3 separate regions of the Mus musculus genome follow, and regions 1 and 2 are each linked to region 3. The links are chromatin contacts, called in public HiChIP or PLAC-seq maps. All regions are on one chromosome and are shown on one strand. Each heading gives the region's core, a stretch centred on a gene start, on an enhancer-like site or on the middle of the called end of the contact. The rest is flanking DNA. Distances are from core to core; before and after follow the strand shown.

Evidence for each region. HiChIP or PLAC-seq counts read pairs in DNA pulled down with a chosen protein or histone mark.
Region 1: a contact with region 3 is called in an H3K4me3 HiChIP or PLAC-seq map of the SCID.adh cell line, with 25 read pairs. The contact joins the enhancer-like site here to the promoter of Slc35f2 in region 3. A contact is called at or near these places in 2 of 39 promoter capture datasets (liver and macrophages), 1 of 15 datasets of contacts at CTCF or cohesin (embryonic stem cells), 9 of 484 Hi-C or Micro-C datasets (B cells, CD8 T cells, Th1 cells and 6 more), 9 of 115 datasets of contacts at active chromatin or transcription factors (the SCID.adh cell line, T-cell acute lymphoblastic leukemia, double positive thymocytes and 4 more) and 3 of 9 other capture datasets (embryonic stem cells, liver and pancreatic islet).
Region 2: an H3K27ac HiChIP or PLAC-seq map of embryonic stem cells shows a contact between it and region 3, with 15 read pairs. The contact joins the enhancer-like site here to the promoter of Slc35f2 in region 3. A contact is called at or near these places in 2 of 39 promoter capture datasets (liver and macrophages), 2 of 15 datasets of contacts at CTCF or cohesin (CD8 T cells and embryonic stem cells), 23 of 484 Hi-C or Micro-C datasets (B cells, CD4 T cells, CD8 T cells and 10 more), 15 of 115 datasets of contacts at active chromatin or transcription factors (CD8 T cells, the SCID.adh cell line, T-cell acute lymphoblastic leukemia and 6 more) and 4 of 9 other capture datasets (adipose tissue, embryonic stem cells, liver and 1 more).

The regions. Positions count from the first base shown.
Region 1 is chr9:53,828,489-53,832,184 of GRCm38.p6, forward strand. No RefSeq gene overlaps it. Among named protein-coding and RNA genes, the nearest start is that of Sln, 20 kb to the right of the region's middle. Within about 2 kb of position 1,468, at least 38 of the 459 cell types and tissues checked have an H3K27ac peak or open chromatin away from gene starts, as enhancers often do. A contact at or near this core is called in the SCID.adh cell line, where this site is marked.
Region 2 is chr9:53,804,595-53,808,413 of GRCm38.p6, forward strand. It overlaps Slc35f2 (solute carrier family 35, member F2), which reads left to right. Exons shown (of 8, transcript NM_028060.3): 4 at 2,024-2,183; 5 at 3,452-3,608. Among named protein-coding and RNA genes, the nearest start is that of Slc35f2, 35 kb to the left of the region's middle. Within about 2 kb of position 2,262, at least 40 of the 459 cell types and tissues checked have an H3K27ac peak or open chromatin away from gene starts, as enhancers often do. A contact at or near this core is called in CD8 T cells, Th1 cells, double positive thymocytes and 5 more, where this site is marked.
Region 3 is chr9:53,769,402-53,773,282 of GRCm38.p6, forward strand. Slc35f2 (solute carrier family 35, member F2) reads left to right here and starts at 2,134. Exons shown (of 8, transcript NM_028060.3): 1 at 2,134-2,493. The coding sequence starts at 2,384.

The DNA.
Region 1 (3,696 bases), core at 218-2,717, 58 kb after region 3:
CAGTCTGAACCTGCATTCTCTTCATATGTCCTGTCCCTTTCAGCTTCTACCCAGCAGGACTTCCTCTGAGGCTTTCTGCAATTGTAAACCGGAGCAGAAGCTGGACCGAATGGGCCCTTACCTGGTCTGAGGGTGCACAGCATACAGTGTCGCGAGGTATGGGCTTTGATCTTCCCCTCAGAGGACTGGGAGTCCACACCAAAACAAAAGAGGAAATGTGCGTCTTCCCTTGCGGGAGGAGAACCTGGTGCTCTGAACCGCACCCTCCCTTCTAAACACTTCTTGCTGCCTTCTGGAAACAACCTGAAGCCAGGAGGTGCGATTCCTTAAAATTATCATTTTGAATAGGTAAAACTCCGGTGGAAAGGGCTCTGCTGGCTTTGGCTGGTTTTGAACAGGGAGAGGCCATGGAAGTCCAGTGAGAACAGTTTCCGACTTGCAATTGCCCAAACTGTGGGAAAATGAGGTTAGGCTGTCTTAAGCCACCAGGGTTAAGGTAGTGTTTTCCATTAGAAAATGAGAACACTATCTGTGGCCAGTGCACTCTTGCAAGTTGGGAGGTGAAGCAAGGAAATAATAAAATATCCCTAAATCCCACAACTAGAGATAATGATCACCAATTACTTGGTGACTGTTTCTTGGTATCTGTCCGTCTGTCTGTCTATATCTATCCACCCATCCATTCATCCGTCTATTTTTGGTATGAGGCCTTGGGGGTTCATGACATATTTGTTGAGAGCTCTACTGAACCATAGTCTCAGCTCTGTGCTAGGTATTTTGCTTGCTTCGCTTTTGTTTTATGCATGCACACATATGAAAAAGTTTGCACATATACACACACTCAACCCATGTGTTTGGATTCAAAAGTACATACTGCTTTGGAACTTATATTTTTTACTTTCCCCACTCAAAAATGCATTATAGACACCTCCCCCCGCCCCCCCCCCCCTTGGTCTTTCCTAGGGTTAAACAGCTTTCCCTTTAACAGTTAAGCTGAGGTTTGAGAAGTGAGGGCACTGAACACTTGGTGGCAGTATTGAGACAAAAATTTTGGAAAATAACCGAAAGCCTCCGGGGACTTTGTTCAGCTGAATCGTGGCATTACCTTGCTGATATTTAATAACCGGAGAAAGAACATGTGTATTATTAGGGCTGTATGTCTCCAGCGGCTCCCGGTTTCCCCAGATCAGGCTGTACCGTTCCCTCCCAAGACGGAGAGATTAGATAAGATTGTATTTATGTTTGCTTCCATATCCGGTAGTGAGACTGAATTTGTGCTCTTAGGAAGCTGCTTGCCATCTCCTTCGCCCTCTTCCCCTGATAGATATCACATCAGACACAGAGGAGCTGGGCTGACAATTTGATGCCTCACCACTCAGACAATTGGGTCTGAATCTTGCCCCTTGCGGGTTCCTGCACCTTGCTACCGGAAGGTCTGGAAGATTTGGCTCCCAGTGGCTCAGGAGCTCTGTGGGTGGTGCTTCCAGTAAGATCTGGAATCCCAGGGTCCTCTGGAAAGCCTCCTGGGAGGGTATACTCTACACAGCAACACTGGGTTCTGAGAGGCAGCTGGGTAAAGACCATCCTTCCTCAGGTTAGATTACATCACTCATTTTTATTGAAGGCATATCACCCCAACCTGCATTACCATACAGGACAAGAATGCCCTGGAATTTTAGTAACTGCAGGAAGAACACTTTTTAAAAAAATTTTTAAAGATTTATTTTTTATTTATATGAGCACACTGCAGCTGTCTTCAGAAACACATTAGAAGAATGTATCAGATCCCATTACAGATGGTTGTGAGCCACCATGTGGTTGCTGGGAATCAAACTCAGGACCTCTGGAAGAACAGTCAGTGCTCTTAACTGCTGAGCCATCTCTACAGCCCGGAAGAACTTTTTTTTTCTTTAATTAATTTGTATTTTTTAAAAGAGGTGCTATATTCCCTCAGACGAGGCTACAACCCCCCCCCCCCCATGTGCAAAGCTCGTGTTTGTGTAGTGCAGTATACAATGGAGAAGGCAAGAGATAAACCTGGCCCTTCATTTTAGCTGTTAACTGGCCTTGCATCTTGGTCAAACCCCACAGCCTTGGTGTAGAAGTATTTTCTATTCACCCGAAGTAATTGTCCTCTCAGAGGCTTGTTCTTTCAAATTCTGACTTGGTGAGACAGCTGGCTGGCTGGTCCACACTGGACCCTGAAATACAGCTTGCTTTGATTGGACAATAGTGGATTTGGTCTTTTCTCCTTGTGATTCTCAGGTTTAACAGTTAATTGTAAGAAACCACAGTGCCTGCTCCCACCCTACACTTAACACACAAGGGCTGGAATCCTCCCAGCATTAGAAACAAAAATAAACTTAGTAATTTATACTTCAAAAAAACAACTATGGTCGGGCAGTGGTGGCACACACCTTTAATCCCAGTACTTGGGTGGCAGAGGTAGGCAGATTTCTAAGTTCAAGGTCAGTCTGGTCTACAGAGTGAGTTCCAGGACAGCCAGGGCTACACAGAGAAACCCTGTCTCAGAAAACAAAAACAAAAACAAAACAACTATGGCGGGTGGAACCTCACGAGCTGTTAAGAAATATTTATTTGCTGGGCTTGGTGGTGCAGGCCTTTAGTCTCAGCACTTAGAAGGCAGAAGTAGGTAGATCTCTATGAGTTTGAAGTCAGATTGTCCTACAGAGTGAGTTCCAGGCCAGCCAGGGCTACAGAGAGGGACTCTATCTCACAGAACAAGCAGAAAGCAAAATTTTATGATTTAACCTGTATTTTTTCTTAACTCAACACTATGCCCCAGGAGTATTTCACAGCAAAATAAATGGATGTCTTTATGATTTTGTTTTATAGTGGTGTATCACCCCACTGTGTGGCTCCATCATGGTCTATTCAAATGCTCCCTCATGGTGCTTATGAGATGGTTTGGTGGGTAAAAGCACTCGCTGATGAGACTAACAACTTGAATTTGATACCAAGGACCCACGAACTAGGAGAAAACTGATTTCTGCCAGTTGTACCCTGACCACCACACAAGTACTACCCTGTACCCATACATTTTTCAAAACGTAACAAATGGCCCCTCAAAGATGGAAGTTTGGATTCCTAACAGTGAGTCAGGGCAGTGAATACCTCTGATGAGGACATCAGCATCAGGTAGGTCTTGCCTAGTGCTAGAACAGAAAGAGAATAAATGGCATAAAAAAGTAGATATAAGGACACCATGCTCAGTCTTTTCAGACCGAGCTTACCAATCAGGACAAGTTAAAATATCTGGCAAGATGTCTGGACTTAGGGTCACCTTCCAAGAACATACACCACTCTTTCCTCAGCCAGTAAGAGCAAACTTAAAAATATTACAGAAAATAATTTCCCATCAACAACAGCAATAACAATTGCATGAGAGGATTGGTAATTAATGCACGGTAGACGAAGAATACGTTGGAAGCTTGAATGAGGCGTTCGTGCAGGATGGACACCTTACAAGCAGTGTTGACGTGATAGATGTAAGGAATGGATCAACATTATACCGAAGGTGTAAACACGACACCATGAATTTCCAAAGATATATGTAGTGTTAGGAAATATGTTATATATGGTGACTTTGGGGGGAAAGGGGGAAAATGAGGAAGTTATAATGAGGGAGAAGTGTGTGTGGACTGATCATGGTAATGTGCTAAGAATTAAGATGAT
Region 2 (3,819 bases), core at 1,012-3,511, 35 kb after region 3:
ACTCTTTCCATGGGTGTTTTGTTCCCACTTCTAAGGAGGGGCATAGTGTCCACACTTCAGTCTTCATTCTTCTTGAGTTTCATGTGTTTAGCAAATTGTATCTTATATCTTGGGTATCCTAGGTTTTGGGCTAATATCCACTTATCACTGAGTACATATTGTGTGAGTTCCTTTGTGAATGTGTTACCTCACTCAGGATGATGCCCTCCAGGTCCATCCATTTGCCTAGGAATTTCATAAATTCATTCTTTTTAATAGCTGAATAGTATTCCATTGTGTAGATGTACCACATTTTCTGTATCCATTCCTCTGTTGAGGGGCATCTGGGTTCTTTCCAGCTTCTGGCTATTATAAATAAGGCTGCTATGAACATAGTGGAGCATGTGTCCTTCTTACCAGTTGGGGCATCTTCTGGACATATGCCCAGGAGAGGTATTGCGGGATCCTCTGGTAATACTATGTCCAATTTTCTGAGGAACCACCAGACTGATTTCCAGAGTGGTTGTACAAGCCTGCAATCCCACCAACAATGGAGGAGTGTTCCTCTTTCTCCACATCCTTGCCAGCATCTGCTGTCACCTGAATTTTTGATCTTAGCCATCCTGACTGGAGTGAAGTGGAATCTCAGGGTTGTTTTGATTTGCATTTCCCTGATGATTAAGGATGTTGAACATTTTTTCAGGTGCTTCTCTGCCATTCGGTATTCCTCAGGTGAGAATTCTTTGTTCAGAAGAGCTGAGAACCTTAATTCACTCTTTTTTCCTATCTTGCCATCGATTTTGAATTTGCTATAGTTTGAATACTCATTGTCCCCGTTTGATAAGAAGAGCAGTTAAAGGGGTTACAGCAAGTATCTTATGGACCCCAAATGATGGAGAAACATATGCTAAAAATGAACAGGAGTCTGTGCTGGGATCAAGCATGTCTCACATGGTAGAACTGACCTCTCTGTCAGGGAGATGGTTTCTGTTCGTTGCCTCACTGTAACCTGTACTTGGTAATACTTTGCTCAGTTACAATTGAATATTGGACTTTGTGATGTCTAATTTCGTGTCTGTCCAGTTTAGTCTGTGCTCCTCAGGATAGGGCTTCTACCTTGTTCAATTTTATATTCCAACTCCTCTTATGATGTGCCCCACATCACCCCCATGGCCCGGTGCTTGCCAGACAAGTGCTTTGTACTTGAACTGAACACCCAAACCCTCTTACAGAGTCCTGGACACTGGTCATGCTTACTAAATGTCTGTTGGTGGAGTAAATGGATGTACTGGAAGGAAACTCTGCCTTCCGAGTTTAAAGATAAACAGAGGGGAAAGCAGAGGCTCCTGGGTAGGATGAACAGATTCAGCCTTTGGGTGTTTTCTGTTTCGAGGAAGGTTTGGTGTATGTCAGGCTGGTCTAGAATTTGCTATGTAGCCAAAGATGACCTTGATCTGCTCTTCCTCCTGCCTCTAAAGTACTGTTTTATATGGCACTGGAGATCAAACCCAGGGCCTTGTGCCCGCTAGGCAAACACTCTATTAATTGAGCTGCATCCCCAGCCTGACTTCTTTTTTTTTTTTTTTTTTTTTGGCGGCAGGGGAGGGGGTATTTATTTATTTACTTTTATTTTATATATATGAGTACACTGTTGCTGTCTTCAGACACATCAGAAGAGGGCATCAAATCCCATTAGAGATGATTGTGAGCCACCATGTGGTTGCTGGGAATTGAACTCAGGACCTCTGGAAGAGCAGTCAGTGCTCTTAACCATTTTTTCTCCAGCCTCCACCCCCCACCCCCCACCCCCCACCTCGAGCCTGACTTTTAACCATATAATTTGGGGCAACTAATCTTTCTTTAGCCTTTGGGGTTTTGTATGCACATCTAAAACAGGTTTGCAGTCCCAAATCTCACAGAGGGACTGCAGCTCTGGTAAGTGCTTGCGTTCAGGGTCAGCAATAACAAATGTTCCCTAAGTGCTTTCTCTTGTTAATTATGCTGCTGAAGTGGTTGAGGCTGCGTGCTTTTCTTTTCCCTGCAGCTCTTGGATTGCTTTGGGATTCCTGTGTTGATGGCTCTCTCCTGGTTTATTCTCCGGGCAAGATACAAAGTGATCCACTTCATTGCTGTGTTTGTCTGTCTGCTGGGTGTAGGGACCATGGTTGGTGCAGACATATTAGCTGGGCGAGAAGATAATTCAGGTGAGACTGTATCACTTACACCTGTTAGTCTGGCAGAGTTACACTGACTGAAGTGGGTGATAGAGGAACTCAGCAGGAGTCCGTGCTGTGAACTAGTGCGGGGGAGCAGGCTTGCTGGGCTGGCCCCTCCTCAGTGAGGTGTGCTGGCTTCCTCAGCACTTCCTGTAGCACTTTCTCATTTGCTGCTAAACATTTGGTGGTTGTTTTCTTGTTTAGCTGCCTTTCCCCATTTAAACGTGTTTAAAATTTTGTTTTGAATATATTTGTAGAAATCATCTTTCTCTTAAATCACTTTGGATGTGTTTTTCCAAAACCCTCTGTTGTTGAGCTAGCTCTCTTTTCTCCCCTTTATGGCATTCTTTTGTTTCTTTTTCTTCCTCCCCTTTTCTTTGTTTCTTCTCTCTTTCCTTCCCTCTTCCTTCCTTTCTTTCCATCCTTTCCTCTCCCTACCTTTCTTTTCTTGAACTCAAAAATTCAAAACCCTCCTTCCTCAGCTCCCACCCCACCCCACCCCCACCCCCACCCCCACCCCCACGGCAGTGGGAGGACATCCTACTCAGCACCACTCTCAGGTGGTAGTGTTTCATTTCCATCAAAAAAGAGACCTGGCTGTTTGTTTTGATCTGAGTGTTTTAGTATATTTCTCTCTCTCTCTCTCTCTTTCTTTCCTCCCTCCCTCCCTCCTTCCTTCCTTCCTTCCTTCCTTCCTTCCTTCCTTCCTTCCTTCTTCCTCCCTCCCTCCCTCTCTTCCTTTTTCCTTTTCTTTTTCTTTTCTTCTTTTGAGACAGGATTTTTTCTTCTTTTTTTTTTTTTTTCTGTGTATCCCTGGCTGTCTTGGGTTAAAGGTGGGTGCCACTACTGCCTGGTTGGAATATTTCAGTTCACAATATAGATGCTAAACCAGGTCTGAATTTACCAGATCTCCAAGATAACCTTAGTATCTCCTTGGATCAAAATAAAACCATTTCTTTCACCTAGCATCCTTTCCCGAAGTTCTAACAAATTCCCTGCACTACAGTCTGTGAACTTGTCCTGTCTTTAAATGGCTTTCTTTCAGGATGCTACACAGTACCATCTTCCACTCTGTTGGTCTCCCAGGGAGTAAAAATGTGAAAACGGTGTCAGTGTTGTGCCAGACAGTAAGGGTGAGAGCCTTTAGACTTACAGAAGCTAGGATTCAATAAAGTTTTACTCAAATGATCAGTGTTTGCTAACTCCTGGCTCACCCATTGACAACACATTTCTTTTTGTGCCTTGCTGCCCTGTAGGGAGTGATGTTCTTATTGGTGACATCTTAGTCCTGCTTGGGGCTTCCCTGTATGCTGTGTCTAACGTGTGTGAAGAATACATCGTGAAGAAGCTGAGCAGACAGGAATTTTTAGGAATGGTGGGACTATTTGGAACAATCATCAGCGGCATACAGCTGTAAGAATTTAAAACTTTTCATGAAAACGAAAGGAAGAAGGGGAGAAGGGGGCAGAGGGCAGGACAATCAGGGATGGGGAGTGACTTACAACAAAGTGTAATGACTTATACTTGAAGGGTCGGCAAAATGCCCCAGGAGGTGAGGATGCTTGCTGTCTAGCCTGAGGACCTGGCTTCAATCCCTAGGACCAACATGACACCAACGTGACAG
Region 3 (3,881 bases), core at 884-3,383:
GCTCTCTGGTTATCTTAGAACTCACTGTGTAGACCAACTCTGAGAGATCCACCTGCCTGTGCCTTTCTGAGTACTGAGATTAAAGACCTAGGCCACAGTGTCCAAAATTCCACATTGTCAGTCTCTGGAGTTTAATGGGTGTTGTTCGGGAGGTCTCCTGAGACAGGGTCTCTCTCGTGTATCTCACACTGAGTCTGAACCCTCCACGTAGCTGAGGATGACTTGGAAGTTCTTCTGCCTCCTTGCTGCTGGGCTTACTGGCATGTGTGACTTGATTCTCTCCAGTCCTGGTGATTGAACCCAGATCCTCACACATGCCAGGGTTGTACTCTCCCAACTGAGCCACAGCCCAAGCCTCTACGTGTGCTTCTGCTGCTCTCAGCAGGCTTTGTCCAGTTGTCCCGTAATATTCAGACCGTCTTCTTTGGTCATCTAGCTTTGGGTTTTACTCTTGGACTAGTCATCTATACGGACACATCTGTCCATCTAAGGAAATCTATTGATGTAATTATATCTTTGTGTGTCAGGAGATGAACCCAGGGCCTTAAGCATGCTGAGTGGGCACTTTACTACTGACCTATACCCTCAGTCCCAGGACAGCCAGGGCTACACAGAGAAACCCTGTCTCAAAACAAAACAAAACAAAACAAAAAAAAAAAAATAAAAAATAAAAAAATAATCCCAACAATCATTTCAACGAGGCATGATTGTGTAGGCTCCTCCTTGGGAGGCTGAGGCATCAGGACTGCCCTAAATTGGAGGCCAGACTGGGTTACACATAGTTGAGTTTCAGTCAGCTTTGTCTATGGAGTGAGGTTTTGTCTAAAAAAGACAAAAATAAACAGAAAATAATTATACTTAAACTTTACAGCGCTTGTAGTTGGCAAACTTAAGGCTTACTTAGCTACATTTTCCAAAACCTATTCCCCCTTTTATAAACGCTTTTTAAATAGCGATTTGATTGATTGTGTGTTTGTGTGTGCCATTGCCTAAATGTAGAGTTTAGCTTGGTAGAGATCTGTTTCTTGGCCTACACCATGTGGGTTCCAGGAACCGAACCCTGGCATCGGGTACCTTTACGGGCTGAGCCACACACTCCTACCCCTACCTCGTGTGTTTTTTGAAGCAGGATCTCATTTTAGCTCAGGCTAACCGAGAACTCAGACTACTCTAGGCTAGCCTCGAGCTTAAGGCAATGGTGCTTCAGCCTCCTAGGAGCTGTGAGGAAAGGCGTGAGCTACCAGCTAGTTAAAAACCTGGTTTTTCTTAGTGTCTTCTACAAAACCACCTGCTCTTCTGCATCCACACACAGTCTTCTAGAATTTACCGTTTACAGTGTCCCTTTATCCACTAAAGGAGGAGATTGGGGGGTCGGGGTGAGGAGGTGGGGAGCAGTTCTTTTGTCTGCTTGGTCTCCTTCAGGAAAAAAAAATGCTTAATTGGCACTACAGACTTGCTTCTGTCAGCAAGAACCAGGGACTTCCCCATCCCACTTTTTATTCCCTCTTGTTCCTTGTAGGTCCATCCAAGCATCAGAAGGCGTGGCCCGGGTCAAGGCCAGGATAGGTGACAAGGCAACCCAACAGGTCTGCGAGGGATGATTTGCCTAGTTCGCGCCACAAAGACACACCACTCTGATCGTTCTTTTGAAAGGAAAAGAAACCACAGCTTGTCTTCAGTTCTTTTAGGGGAAAAGGAGGGAGACCTGGACACAGAGGCGGGGTCAGTGGGTTCTTCCAGTTAGCAAAGTTCAGGAGGGCACCAGCTCGCTGCCTGTACAGGCATCCTGGGAACCAGCCAAGATCACCTCTTATCAGATTACCTATAGTTTGCTGATTTCAAACAAGGAACCTTGAAATCCTGAAATGCATCGGGCGTGGTAGCGTAGACCTGTAAATCCCAGGTCTCTTGAAGCTGAGGCAGGAGTTCTGCTGAGAATTTGCAGTATGCCTAGGCAATATCCTGAGTTCCAGGATAGACCCGGCTACTGAGTGAGACCTTAGGTCAAAGAAACTAACCAAATCAACTCCACCCACATGGAGGTGGGGGAGGAAGAAGCCCAACCCTCTCATCTTAAATTTACATTATGTCCTACTCAGCTCTGACACTAGAAAACAAACCGCCCTTTCTCCTCCAGCTTCCCAAAGGTGCCAGGTGGCGATCTGCAAAAGCATTGTCTGGCCCTTAGGGCCTGACAGTTAATGATTTGTCGCACGAGCAGGGCGGAGGAGTATCGGGACGCGGGCGAGCGTACTAGAGAGCGCAGCAGGAGAGCAAGGCAGGGCGCGAGCCGAGTCCGCGCCGTACTCACAGGCACCGCCTCCTGTCTTCCGGGCCCGAGCACTTCTCGGGGTTCCGGGCACGCGAGGCTCGAAGAGACCCCATGGAGGCTGAGTCGCCGGCGAGTGCGGGGGCCAGCGAGCCCCGGGCGCTGGGTACGGTGGACAGTATCGGCAGCCAGCTGAGCAGGATCCGACGCAAACTCTTCACCTGGTGAGTGCAGCGCGCTGGGCGGGCCTGGGTGGCGGGGACACAGGCAGAACCGGCTGGCGACCCGCGCGCACGTGTCTGGAGCTGGGAATGGAGGTGGCGGTGCCTCGACTTCGGCTCCTTGAGCTCCCAAACCACCCAGGAGGTCGCGTTTCATCTGGGTGCTCCCCCCACGCTCCTTCGAAACGGTGGCGACGCTGGCTTTTCGGAGGATACGCGGGGAATTCATCCGATTGGCATTTTGAGATAGGTTCCCCTATTTCCCTGTGACAGGGTGGGAGCCACCGTAGATGCTGTGGAGGAGCGCTGCCCAACCTGGCGCTTGGCAGGTGGAAGTGTTGCCCTTCCTGGCTCGGTGCCCGCATTCCTTCAGATCGGGATCCGTGCCCACCTAGCCTGGTGATCACCTCCAACTGGAGTTCACTCAAGTGAGAAAGCTGGGTTAAGTTTTGTGCTGTTGCAAACCGGAGACAACGTCTGCCCTGTTTTGGGGCCTGAGCGAGGCGACATGGCCACCTCCGGAGCTGCGGTCCAGGGAAGCAGGTGGCTGATGTCACTGTGCTCTGGTGAGCCTTTAGGTAGAGATGTTCTCAAAGAGTTGGCAGCGACTCTGGGGAAAGCTTTCTGTGGTCACTGGACGACTTGCGTTCTGAAGACACTAGAGGCTAACATCCAAATAATGAAATCCATTTACTGAACATTTACTCCGTGCCAGGCACTGCGCTTAGCCATTTATGTAGACAATAGCACCGCATCTCCTTTGCTTTAGGATATGGCGCTATTGTTAGACCCACTTTCCAGGTGAGGAAACACAAGGCTAAGCAGTTTACTTGGGGATAATGAGAATGGCAGGATTACAGGCATGTGCCACTACCCACCTGGGCAACGAATTTCAATTGAAAGATTTTGAAAGCTATGTCCTTGAAAAGGCATCTCACCTTCAGAGCTGATCAATAAATGTGTATACATGCATTTTTTTGTCATAAATAAGCATAGTTTTAAATAGATGCTCTGGTTCAAAGGGGCAAATGGCCTCAAATTGCTCATTCTCCAACAGCTGTGTAATGTCATTGATTAGCAGGGAGATGTTACAGTGGCATAACCAAGTACGAAAACTTTGAATTCAAATCTTAGTGAGGTGTGTTGCACAATTCACAAAACTCTGTGTTCACTATTTGTACCGTGAGGATAGTTGCAGTACCACAGCACAATGAGTGAGTTTGTGCTCTATGTGGGTCAGATCTATGGGTTCAGTTCTCAACAACAGCAAACACACACACACAAACACACACACACACACACACACAGGAGAAGGCAAGATGACTCAGTGGTCAAAGGCCCCTGCCACCAAACCTGGTTACCTGAGTTCAATACCCAGAAATTACATGTAT